3 separate regions of the Mus musculus genome follow, and regions 2 and 3 are each linked to region 1. The links are chromatin contacts, called in public HiChIP or PLAC-seq maps. All regions are on one chromosome and are shown on one strand. The core of a region is the stretch at or near the end of the contact, and the rest is flanking DNA. Distances in the headings are between cores, read along the strand shown. Region 1 holds the start of Plscr1 (phospholipid scramblase 1). Region 2 overlaps Plscr4 (phospholipid scramblase 4). Region 3 has its middle 54 kb from the start of Plscr4.

Region 1 (4,171 bases), core at 540-3,039:
ACCTGTAGACCCAGGACTAATAAGAAAACTAAGCATATTGCATATATACTGAAAGTACTGTGAGTAAAAATGATGATGTTAGAAAGGTTTAAAGGGGCACAGGTTTATATAGAGGTGGCTGCGGTGCCATTAAGACAGGTAAAAGTCACAAAGAAAAATATCTATCATAAGCCACGCCACGGAGCAAAGGCTGCTGGTGTGTTCAGTGGACACTACAAACAGAGGGTGTTGCTCAACTTGAGGTCCTTGAAGCTAGAATCTCACCTTATTCAGGGGGAATGAAGAATCTCTGGAGTTACACAGCTGAGGAGAGAGAGGTCATGCTGCTCTGTCTGCAAGTAGGGACTCTAGCTGGCTTACCAACAGTCTGGGTTTTTGTTTGTTTGTTTGTTTGTTTGTTTATTATTCAAAGCAGCACAATTGTAGTAAGTATCCAGGTAGAAAGCTCTGTTGTTAGGAAAAGCCAAGAAGGAAACGCCCCCAGGTGCCCGGGGGTGCTTTTTATTAAGCTTCCCTGGTTCCTGGTACCCAGTATTTAGTTCCAACTGCTAAGCCGCTAAGCCGGAAGAAGAGAGTGTAATTGTTTGGGAAGAAAGTATAATTGTTTGTCTTGGAACAGAGAGATGGCCCTACCTAACTTCCAGGAATAAGATTACGGAAATCAAGCCACGCAGGAACCATGGGGAGAGTTGTAGGGATGGGGGCTGTGTCAAGTATTTGATATAATAAAAGCTAGTTTCCACCTTTCCACTTGGTACTTTATCAAGCTTATATTAACTGATTCAAAAGTGAGAACTCTTTTTGTTGTTTTGGTTGGCTTTCCTGTTTTGTTTCTGTAGCACTGGCTGTCTGAGAACTTGCTCTATAGACAAGGCTAGATTCGAACTCATAAATATGCCTGCCTCTTCCTTTAATAAGTGGCTTGAATCTTTAAGTCTTTTACTGTTAACATTTTCAGGGAAGAGATGAATATACAAGAAAAAAAAAACTGTCAGAGTCCAAGGTCTGTAACAAAAGACTGAATGTACACCTAGTGTAGTGGTCTTACCCATTCGGACCTTTACCCGCTTACATCCCCTACTTTTGTATTCTAGAAGGCTATGTATAGTTTTACTAGCCACAATCCCAAAGAAACCTGGGTTAAAGAGCAACAGGCTCTTTGAACGGTTTCTCTTCTTTTATTTCCCCTTCCCTTTCCTGCAACGGGAATCCAACTTGGGCTCGGCGCATTTGAAAAGAGCGCTACCACAGAGCTACAAGTGAGCCCAGCTTCTGCACTGCATCAGGACTGCTCTTGGCTGTGAAGCAGTGTGCTAAACTGGAGACGATCCCGTGGGAACTAGCGAAGAAGGGTCACGAGTGTGGATTGCCGAGCAGCGGCCCGGACAGCAGAGCTTCTGGCTGAGTTCCCTCCCCACTTCCGGGGTCACGAGCCCAAGTCTTTCGGCCATTGCTCCCAGTCTTCAGACCATAACCTCTGCCGCCTGAGCAAACCGCCTCCAGCCCTTGCTCTTGCTCCCTCTCCACCCATCCGCATCTCCCGCGCCCATCACCGTACCCGGCTCCTTTGTGCGCACAGATCCGCGAGCTCTGTCCCGGAACGCGCAGAAAGCGGGACTCACCTGAGGCTCCTTCTGTTCTGAAGTCCGTGAGTCCCAATCCCTTGCTGGTGGCGCTGCAGTAGCCCGGCTTTCCCTCGCAGAGGGGACTCACTCTGAATGACGCGAGCTCTGCCTGCACTCCTGAATCCTCTAGCTGCGCCCAGAGGCCTGGCAGGACCTTGCCCGCCCCGCCCACCAGCAAGGCAAAAGGAAGTGGGATTTTGATTGCCTTGGAAAGAAAGGCTATTCATCACCTGGGGAGTGGCCTCTTCTCGGAACTTTCTTTACACTGCCTGATCTCAACCACCCAACCTATTTGGGTACTGTGCGGGAAATCGGGCTTCCTCAAACTTACTTTCCTGCTTTGCACACTTTCTTAAGTATGCATCGATTACCACATCTGTTCCATCAGCCCTGTTTGCACTTTCAAGTTTGTTGATCTCTTTCCTAGCAGATTTCTCTCCTCTTTTTAAAAATCTTATGGGTTTTATATAACCGTTTCACGCCGTTTGCTGGTAGCAGTCTTTGCTTTCTTTTTACTACAGTCTGTGAAAAAGTACCACCCTTAACTAGAAAACATTCAGGTTTGGTTTGAACTGTGCGGCTCACTCACCAGAAAAATCAGCATCTGTTTTGTTTAGTAAAGCGGTGCTTCTTAAATTACAGCCCGAGAAGAGTCACCGAGCTGAAACTACATTAGGTCATGCCTTCAAAGATTCTGACTTAGTATGCCTCGTGTGGACATTTCTAAGAAATTTCCAATTATCTAAAAATACCTTCCTATGACACAGAAGGTATTTTTCCCCCGCCTGCATTTTATGCATCATTTGGTACTCTTGGGGGAGGGAGAGTTATGAAAGGATGATGAAAGGGTTACAGGTGAATTTTGAGTCTTCACTCTTCTTTCCCTGTGATTGGTGCGTTTCTAAGTATATTCAACTAAAAATCTGGGGAGCATCTTGGGAGGGGCCCACTACTTGCATATGTGTATATTTCTGCATGTACATAAATACCAGTGTGCATAGAATATACTGTTCTTCCATAGAAAGCCATGATGCATGGAAAAGTGAACCTCACATATAAAGAGTCTGAGACCATGGCACTCCAATGCTGGAGAAAGGAACCGGGAACTTAGCATCGCTCAATGTGATTTGTAACTTCAACTGGCTTGCTGTTAGGCACTCAGGATGTTTATCTTTATTCTTTAGCTGATTTCATACTCGGAGCAAACAAGGATCTTCACTGTCCACTCTTTGCATAAATGGGATCATTTCATTTGAATTTTAATTTAAGCAGTTGGAGTATTTTTATAGGTAAAACCTTGTAGAAGTGAAACATTGGGGCGTTCTGTCTAAGTAAGAGTCTTCCTACTGTCTTCACCTCTGTTGTGTTTCCTAGGCTAACTGCTGTTACCAGTAGCTCCAAGACTTGGCCACAGGGGAGTCGGTGAGCTAGGGCTTCATGGGCAGCCGCTGCTGGGTAGTGGCTCACTCTGTGTTTGTTTCCTTTCCTAATGTCTTCATACCTCAAGCCCACCTAAGTTTTCTACTTAGAAAAACTAGCCTCAGCCAACAGTTTAAATGTTGAATCACTAACACTAACTCGTTATTAATATCAGGAAGTCAAGTTATTTTAGGCAATGTGTCTTCCTACGTTCCAAACTTTAATAGCGTACTGAAGATACAACAGGTAACTGAATAGACATGTTCCTGTTTGGTTGTGGTGGTGGTGGTGGTGTGTGTGTGTGTGTGTGTGTGTGTTGGTGTGAGTGTATGTGTGGCATGCTGCTTCCTAGATGTATATTAAACTCCAGGCTCTGTAATCTTTAGTACACATCTTTCCGGGTTGTTTGAGGCTTTAATGTATTGTCCATATACAAAGGAAGAGAAAGGGCTTAGCCACACAGAGAGGTCTGGGGATCCACGGAATGAGCTGATAACACCTATCACTTCTATTTGCCTCCTGTAATCTGGATCAGGTTAAAGAGACACATAACCCACAGGAGAAGCTTGGAAATGCAGGGTGGAGCCTTCGCAGAAAGAGAAAGAATGGAATTTCCTACTGAGGAAAAAAAAGAGTACTCTCATTAGGGAATTTCCACTAAAACTAAAACAAAAGGTCCTCATAAATAAATGAGCAACCAACTACGTCAATATATCGATTTATAAATCTTGGGTCTTAACAGAACTATTTCCTGATGTTTGTAATTAAAAAAATCCAAATAAGCCATATATTTAATCCAAAGTTTTTCAGGTCCCTTTGCAAAATGGAAAGTTGGCATTTTAAAATAATCATGTATAGAAACACATCAAGATTATCCAGGCATTTATTACTACAAAAACATATAGATTGCACAAAGAATTTATTCGTGAAGACAGAACAGTGATGATAGTTTTCTGTAATAGATGGTCCAACTTCCTGACATGCAGGAGTTGTATAGGTAGGCAGCTGTCTCTACAAGTTGTCTCAGTTCTGGATGCTGTGTTAGGCTTCCTATATTTTCAGATAATGCTGGTTGTTCTTGAACTTCTGTCGGGATTGAAGACTATGTAGAGTCTCATAGCCTACCC
Region 2 (4,171 bases), core at 679-3,178, 230 kb before region 1:
CCTTAGAACCAAAATTTCATAAATGTTTAAGCCTATGAGACTTTAAAATACTCCCCAAGGCTGCGCGTTAGTGAAGTACTAGGCTGTGGAAGTGACCATTGGATGCTTCCCTTCTCATGACTTCCTTGAGGAACAAACTGCAGAGCTTCAGAATGAAATAGTGGCTGCCAAAAAACTAGTGGTGAAAGCGAGGATGAGTGGGAAGTTTGTTAATGGAGATCATTTCCGTAGTAATGAAACTGGCGACATTGTGGGCCACAAAGCAAGCCTTAACAAATACAGAGAATTGAGACGCTTCCTTATAGTCTGTCAGACCACAACAGAATAAAACTAGAAACAGCGTGAAGGAAAACTATAGAAATGACACCAGTACTCGCACACTTTCTATGAACACTGGATCACTGAAGAAATCAAGGAGAAACTTGAAATAATAATACATTCAAGTTGAAATAACAACAAAGCTTCTCAAATAACCAGGACGCAGACGGGGCAGTTCTAAGGGAAATGTTGGAGCTGGGAAGGCCCCCGTTAAAGGTCAGCTCTCAAATAATCTAATGAGTCACTTAAAGGTTCTGGAAAGTTAACAGCAAGCCCAGTCAAAATGAGGTAGATGGTAAGTAATTATAAAGATTAGGGCAGAAAACTGATAACTTAAAAAGATACACAAGCTCAACTAAAATACTTTATTTTTGAAAAGATGAACAAGATTGAAAGATCCCTAGCCACATGAGCCAAAATAAAAAGAGGGCAAAATTTAACAAAATTACAGACAAGGGAGAGGAATTAAAACAAAGTCCAATGTAATCCAAAAGTACCTTTAGGCAATGCTATGAAAACTTTCCGAACAGCTTAATGCATATCATCTGCAAAAATTAAATCAAGAAGATATAAATAACTTAATCAGAACAGTAATAACCAACAAGATTAACTGAGCAAAGGTAGTGTGTTCCCTTGGTATCAAAACCATATAATGGCAGAACATAAAAGAAACCCACAGAACACTAGGCAGAAACCTCTCAGGAAAATACTGGAAACTGAATTCAAGAACTCATTAAGAAGATCATACTTCATGACCAGTGATTATATTTCATGATCCATTTCAAGTGGCCAAGAACCCGGGTCATGCTTATAGAAGAAAATCTACTATTACTGAGCTAACAGAACATAGCAATAAAATGACTCTCAGTGACCTATTGCTATACCCATCGCTTCACTTGACCCTCATCAGAAAAGCTTCTTGAAGCAGATGGGAAATAACACAGAGACCCACAAGTGGCCAATATACAGAGATAAGGATGTGGGTTCATTCAGCTCTAAATGGAATGTCTCCATCTACACCTACAATCTCAGGTCTTAGGATCTATGCAGAAGAGGAGGTAGAAATGTTCTAAGAACCAAGAGTGATAAATGACTCTAAGGGAACAGCATCTTCAGGACACATGGCCTCACAGAGACTGGGACACATGTACAAGTTTGTTATTGTTTTTTTCTTGATTGCTTGCTTGTTTTCTGCAACAATTCTTTTTTCTGGACCTGCGTTATGGCACACGAGAAAGACCAAACCACAACACAGCGCATGCACACTGTATGTCTAACTCTACCATCTTCAGGGTACTTCTGGATGGCATTACATCTACTTTTAAGACTTTTTTTTTTTTTTTTTTTTTTTTTTTTTTTTTGCAGAAAACTGTAGGCTGTGATTGGCTCCTGCAATCAAAAGTCCTTCCCCATTTGTCATCTGTGGAATATGTTGATACCATTGTATAACATATGATTACTGTCCTTCCCTATAAGTACCTAATTCATCAGAAAGTAACTACTGCCAAAGCAGCCTCAAGTTGTACTTGATGCTCCCACCCCAGCCCTGCCACCTATCTAGCACATAAGGAGAGGAAAACTGTTAAGGTCTGTCTTGTGATATAATTAAGCTTCCTTCCTCTCCCCTAGTTTCAGTTTCATTCTGAGCAGTAGGGCTAGAAAGCTTTCCTTCATGTTTAGGAAGAAGACCAACCATTGTGTCAAGGGCAGATCAGGAAGCAACTCTGAATCCCACCCCTGGTCTCTGACCTCTTGTCTTGCACAGGGGCAGCAGAAGCAACAGCAGGTGCATCGGAAAGGCCTCTGCATGGTCATGATCTCTCGGCCCAGGCAGTCAGTGACCCGGAGCACAAAGGGTCGTAGGTTCCGATAGGCATTCCTGGTAAAGTCATCTGTGTCTTCAGTTACGATATAGACCATCTGGTCTATGTTGTTCTTGATGTCATATCTATTATTAGTTTCAAAACGTGTCATCACTAAAAGTTAGAATGAGAAAAGGATCTTAAGTTAGAACCAGCTGAGACAGGCTTCAGACAGCCTTCGTTATTTAATGAAAGAAGATAAAGGAAGGAGAAGAAGGATGAAGAGAAGGAGGACAATGAAAACGATGAAGACGACAATGAAGACGACGACAAAGACGACGAAGGAGACAGAGGAGGAGGAGAAGTAGTAGTTGTAGTACTTGTGGTAGTAGTGGTGATAGTAGTATGATTGGAGCTGAAAGCCAAAAAGATTTTTAAAAATTTCAGGTGAAAAGGTGAAATACAACCATGTGAGCCATTAAGCATTCTCAAAATGTCAAACATTTGCTAGGTTTATGAAATTATTTTCACAGTTTTCCCACATAAAAGTAATAGATAATACAATGTTCCTGAAATATTGGAATCCAGAAAATGTTAATAATAAAACCAGTTTAACGAATCACACATCAGACTATGATTTAATCAGCTCATGAAATGGACAAAATGACTGGAGACATGGTACTTGTGAATACGAAAATAAATTCAGAATGACCAAAGCCAGCTCCTACCTTGAGCACAAGGGACCTGCAGGGAGCTGAGAACCAAGCCACCTGACTATGATCGTCTTTCCAGGGGTCCATAGATGAAAGATCATCAGTGCATGGAATAGCAATAGATAAGACTCTATATAATAATTCACTCTACTGCTTTTATGAATATAAAGTAACAGAGAATAGTCTTCTCTCTCTGAATCACTAGAAAAGGCCATCAACATAAAATGAGGGACTAGGTATGAAGTAATACAAATTTCCATCTGATTAAAATACCTCTAATCAAAACACAATGTGAATCAGGACAAAGTTATACATACGTTCCAGAGGCTCAACATGCTGAAGAACGTGTATGTTGTCCAACTGTGGGGACAGAACAAAAGCAATTAGAAGACAGAAAGACAGAATTATGTGCTTGGGGTTCAGGGGTGTTAAAGAGAGTCTGAGATGTTGAGAGGGAGCCATGGACTGAACATTCTATGATCCTCTCTCTTTGTCTAGTTTTCTCTTCTTATTTTGTTTTTCATTTTTTCTTTTTCTTTTTTCTCCTTTTTTCGAGACATGGTTTCTCTGTATATCCCTGATTGTCCTGGAACTCACTCTGTAGACCAGGCTGGACTCGAATTCAGAAACTTGCCAGTTTCTGCCTCCTAAGTGCTGGGATTGAGGGCGTGCGCCACCATTGCCCAGCTGTTTTTCTTTTCTTTTTTTTTTAAAATATTTTTTATTATTACGTATTTTCCTCAATTACATTTAGAATGCTATCCCAAAAGTCCCCCATACTCTCCCCCACCCCCACTTCCCTACCCACCCATTCCCATTTTTTGGCCCTGGCATTCCCCTGTACTTGGGCATATAAAGTTTGCGTGTCCAATGGGTCTCTCTTTGCAGTGATGGCCGACTAGGCCATCTTTTGATACATATGCAGCTAAAGACAAGAGCTACAGGGTACTGGTTAGTTCATAATGTTGTTCCACCTACAGGGTTGCAGATCTCTTTAGCTCCTTGGATACGTTCTCTAGCTCGTAAGTAAGTGGCATGGCATCAGGTTAGTGACTCTCATTCTTAGTTTTCTAATTTTTTTCAGAAAGCCATATTGAATAATTTTACAGTTATTTGTGTTGCTTCAAGAGGAATGAATGTGTCCTATGAACGCATTCTTGTATGCACTGTCTACCTGCAAATCCACCATCGCCTGCATCGCCTGCCTCTACTGTCAGTGACTTATCTCCCTGTTTGCTCTAGCCAACGTCTTGCTCCCTGTCCTTAAACCCCATGGTCATACTTCATAGAAAATATTTTGGATCTATTAGAGTACCTGAGCTAAGTATTCCAAACCAG
Region 3 (4,171 bases), core at 1,228-3,727, 150 kb before region 1:
CACCTCATCCTGAACTTGAGACTCAAGAGGCAAGATGGCACTGTTCAGTTTCCTGTTTCTGTCCCTGAGTTTCTGTGTTAACATGCCACAATGCGATGAAACATGCACAGAGAAGAAAGAATCACAACACACGACAGGATAGGATGCTGCCTGTGAAGCTGGTGACAAATGATGTGATTGTGGATTTACAGAAAGCTGAGAGGCTTGGGCAAATAATTACTTAACTTCATTTTCTCATGTCTAAAATGAAAATGATATATCTACCTTGGATGCATGGAGAATAAAATGTGCCAGTGTATGGCAAATTCTAACAGTCGCAAGAATGCTTTGAACACAGTAGACACTGAGAAAAAAACAGATGAACGACTGACACCATCATCATTAACATTACAGGAATAGCTCAGGGCATCCTGTCTATTTTACAGTGAGGTTTCCAACACAACAAATGTGCCGGGACTCTTTTATCTGCTTTGGCATAAAATCTCAAGGAAAACCTGAAAATAATGTATTTCAAGACTATGTGACTTCACAGATTAGATTATTTGTTGAGAAGCAGCAGAACAAAGAGCTCTGGGAAAATTGATCCAAAACATTAAAATATGTCACTCTGGAAATTGCTATTTACTTTTTATTTCAAGCTGTTAATAAATTCCATCATATGTGTGTGTGTGTGTGTATTCCAGAATCCAAAAAAAATTGTATAAAGATGTGTGTATAATATATATGTATATTCTAGAGTATTTGTATGTACTCTAATATACATATATGCTTGAGTAAAGTGACTATAACTTTTATATCAGACAATATTTGGGAAGGTCATGAGCACTGTGCTAGCTAGTTTTATGTCAGCTTGACACAAGCTAAGGCTATTAGGCTAGAGGGACTCCTAATTGAGAAACTGCCTCCATAAGATTGCACCGTAGTCAAATCTGTATCAAATTTTCCTGATTAATGATTGCTGTGGTGACCAATGTGAGGAACCTCAGCTTACTTTCGGTGGTGCCATGCCTGGCCTGATGATCCTAGATAATATAAGGAATCGGAGTGAGCAAGCTATGAGGAGCAAGACAGTAAATAGCAGCCTTCCATGACCTTTGTACCAGTTTCTATTTCCAGGCTCCAGGCTCAAATTTCTACCCTGACTTTGGTAGATGAGATATCGCAACTATGAACTGAAAAAAATAAGCTATGCCCTTCCCTTGTTGCTTTTGATTATGGTGTTTAATCACAGGAGTAGAAACCCTAACTCAGACAGGAGGCCTATCAGCTTCTACTTCTGCATTATGCACAAGTAATCTGAACGACAAATCCATGCCTAGGGGTTAGGAAATCAAGACGAGGATGACAAGCTGAGGTTCCATTCAGAATCTTAGGACTCACCCAGCTCTATAAACCATCGCATGTGTTCTGCATGGTTTGTCCCAGAAGTTTTCTCGTTTCTGGCTCCCCCCCCCATCTCCTTTCAGTAGGATGTTAGTCGGAAAGGAAGGAACAGAAGAAAGAAGAAAGAAACGAAGGTAGGACTCACTTCATCTCCTGATCAACTCTCAATGAATTGTCCTTGAACAGTGGATCTGTACCTATCCCCGGATGATAACCATATAACATATATAGGCAACAGTATTAGCCTCCACTTGTTTTATAACAGTGATTCTTGCTTCATGCTATAACGGTATCTACTGGCTTTACAGTTCTTTAAGGATATAGTGCTAGCCAAGTACAGTATCTTGCAAACATTGGGAATTTTGCTTATTCAGTAATTCAGTCACCCAGCAAGCATTTGTTGAGCATTTGGATATACACGGCTTTTGGCTTAGGTATATATTAATAAGTGATCAAGAGTTTTCACTTCACCTTTTCCGTTGAACCCTGTCCCAGGCATATAAGAGCCTGGCAAAGCTCCAGATGCGTGGTTTCTTTCTAGTATGCTTTCTAGTTCTTAGGAAGAAAATCACATCCTCAGTGAAACTCACAAGTGACAGGCTCATAATGAAGAAGCACACGCCAAAGGTCATGGCTTTCACCTTCCCTTCAAGTCTATTGGGAAGTGAATGCCAAGGTGGTCAGCACCTGCCAGTGCTGACAGCAGACCCCCCACCTCCCTATCACTCTGACAGAATAGGGCACACTACCAAGGAATCTGACCTAGAAAGGGAAGAATGCGACTTTGTAATCGTCAAAAGTGCTAAGATACGTGTTTTGTTCTTCTAACCCCAAGTTCCTCATATTGAGATAGCACAAATATGTTTCAAAAAGAGACTAATTATGTAAGTGAGAAAATGACTGCCAAGAAGACTTAAATGCCTTGGAATTCATATATCTCCAAGCTTTGATGCACGATTCTCAGGGTAGGATACTTTTCTGATGTTTTAGTCAGGCATTTCAAGGAGCCTGTTGCAAAAGTTAATTCCTAATTCTTGTCTGCTTTGAGAGTCACTCGAGAAAGCAGAGAGGGAAGGAACTTCACACTCTCTGTGTTCTTTCAAGGACACCAGAGAGTTTCTATTTCTAAAATAAAGTGTTGTGTACTTGTCATGGGGGAAGCATCCTTGGGTTACTTTGTCATGGGAGTTATGCACCCCTTTTATGAGCTGGCCCATCTACATTCCATACATGCTGCCTATAGTGGACTCTTCTTTTTTCTTTCTTTTTCTTTTTTCTTTTTGTTGTTGTTTAGTTGTTGTTGATGTTTTTCAAGACATGCCCGGCTAGTGGACTCTTTTCTAATCAACATTTGTATACTAGTGTAATAAGATTAGAAATACATTTAATGGGTCTGTATGATGTAGTTGCTGACTTGCAAGGCACACACCTTTAATCCCAGCACTTGGGAGGCAGAGGCAGGCAGATTTCTGAGTTTGAGGCCAGCCTGGTCTACGAAGTGAGTTCCAGGACAGCCAGGGCTACACAGAGAAACCCTGCTTTGAAAAAAACCCAAAAAACAAAAAACAAAACAAAACAAAAAAAACTAAGAAACACTTATGAAATTTTATTTTATTCATAAAGAAATAATTATCTGAAATAGCCGATAAAACCATAAAATTATTTTCCTTCTGGGAAAAAAAAACTTGTAATATAACCATTATGTTTTTTTCTGCTGTGCATGTGTGTGTGTGTAATAAAAAATTTGAAAGGCCTCAGAAGTAATGTACATCTGGAATAAAGTATTGTTTTAATTACTTGGGTATTATATTCTCTTCTACAGTTCATGACCTCACAAACCCTGATATTTGATGTGAGCTTTTATCCACCCCCCTCCAAACATAAAACAGAGAGGAAGACGTTGTGATCGGAAGATTACAGAAATAATGGATTCAAGGAGGGCTTGATTTTTTTTTTTTTAATAATACCATGTGGTTGCTGGGAATCAAACTCAGGCCCTCTGGAAGAGTAGTCAGTGCTCTTAACCGCTGAGCCATCTCTCTAGGCCAAGGGCTTGAATTTTTACTGGGGCCACATGAGTAACTAGAGCGTCCCAAGGTGAAAAAGATGTCTAGGCAATTTGAGGCAAGTGCCAAGAAAATTGGGATAAGACTTCTCACCAGAGACTATGGAAGCTAGAAGATCCTGGACAGATGTCATACAGACCCTAAGAGAACACAAATGCCAGCCCAGGCTACTATACCCATCAAAACTCTCAATGACCATGGATGGAGAAACCAAGATATTCCATGACAAAACCAAATTTACACAATATCTTTCCACAAATATAGCCCTACAAAGGATAATAGATGGAAAATGCCAACACAAGGAGGGAAACTACACCGTAGAAAAAGCAAGAAAGTAATCTTTCAACAAATCCAAAAGAAGATAGCCACAAGAACAGAATCCCACCTCTAATAACAAAATTAGCAGGAAGTAACAATCACTTTTCCTTAATATATCTTAACATCAATGGACTCAATTCACTAATAAAAAGTAATAGAAAAAAGACTGGATACATAAACAGGACCCAGCATTTTGCTGCATACAGAAAACACACCTCAGTGACAAAGACAGGCACCTCAGAGTATAGGGCTGGAAAAACATTTTCCAAGGAAATAGTCCCAAGGAACAAGCTGGGGTAGCCATTCTAATATCGAATAAAATCAACTTTCAACCAAAAATTATCAAGAAAGATAAGGAAAGACACTTCATACCCATCAAAGGAAAAATCTACCAAGAAGAACTC

The links. HiChIP or PLAC-seq counts read pairs in DNA pulled down with a chosen protein or histone mark.
Region 2: a contact with region 1 is called in an H3K4me3 HiChIP or PLAC-seq map of the 230-238 cell line, with 25 read pairs. The contact joins the enhancer-like site here to the promoter of Plscr1 in region 1. A contact is called at or near these places in 9 of 39 promoter capture datasets (the 3T3-L1 cell line, 3T3-L1-derived adipocytes, the C10 cell line and 4 more), 3 of 484 Hi-C or Micro-C datasets (the 63-12 cell line and bone marrow-derived macrophages), 9 of 115 datasets of contacts at active chromatin or transcription factors (the 230-238 cell line, astrocytes, bone marrow-derived macrophages and 4 more) and 2 of 9 other capture datasets (adipose tissue and liver).
Region 3: a contact with region 1 is called in an H3K4me3 HiChIP or PLAC-seq map of bone marrow-derived macrophages, with 8 times the contacts expected there. The contact joins the enhancer-like site here to the promoter of Plscr1 in region 1. A contact is called at or near these places in 4 of 39 promoter capture datasets (3T3-L1-derived adipocytes, the HPC-7 cell line and liver), 3 of 115 datasets of contacts at active chromatin or transcription factors (the 230-238 cell line, CD8 T cells and bone marrow-derived macrophages) and 3 of 9 other capture datasets (adipose tissue, liver and macrophages).

Annotation. Positions count from the first base shown.
Region 1 is chr9:92,247,812-92,251,982 of GRCm38.p6, reverse strand. It overlaps Plscr1 (phospholipid scramblase 1), which reads right to left and starts at 1,789. Exons shown (of 9, transcript NM_011636.2): 1 at 1,623-1,789.
Region 2 is chr9:92,482,843-92,487,013 of GRCm38.p6, reverse strand. It overlaps Plscr4 (phospholipid scramblase 4), which reads right to left. Exons shown (of 9, transcript NM_178711.3): 4 at 4,149-4,171; 5 at 3,151-3,193; 6 at 2,068-2,294. Among named protein-coding and RNA genes, the nearest start is that of Plscr4, 28 kb to the right of the region's middle. Within about 2 kb of position 1,928, at least 11 of the 459 cell types and tissues checked have an H3K27ac peak or open chromatin away from gene starts, as enhancers often do. A contact at or near this core is called in the 230-238 cell line, the 63-12 cell line, the HPC-7 cell line and 1 more, where this site is marked.
Region 3 is chr9:92,400,822-92,404,992 of GRCm38.p6, reverse strand. No RefSeq gene overlaps it. Among named protein-coding and RNA genes, the nearest start is that of Plscr4, 54 kb to the left of the region's middle. Within about 2 kb of position 2,477, at least 4 of the 459 cell types and tissues checked have an H3K27ac peak or open chromatin away from gene starts, as enhancers often do. A contact at or near this core is called in bone marrow-derived macrophages, where this site is marked.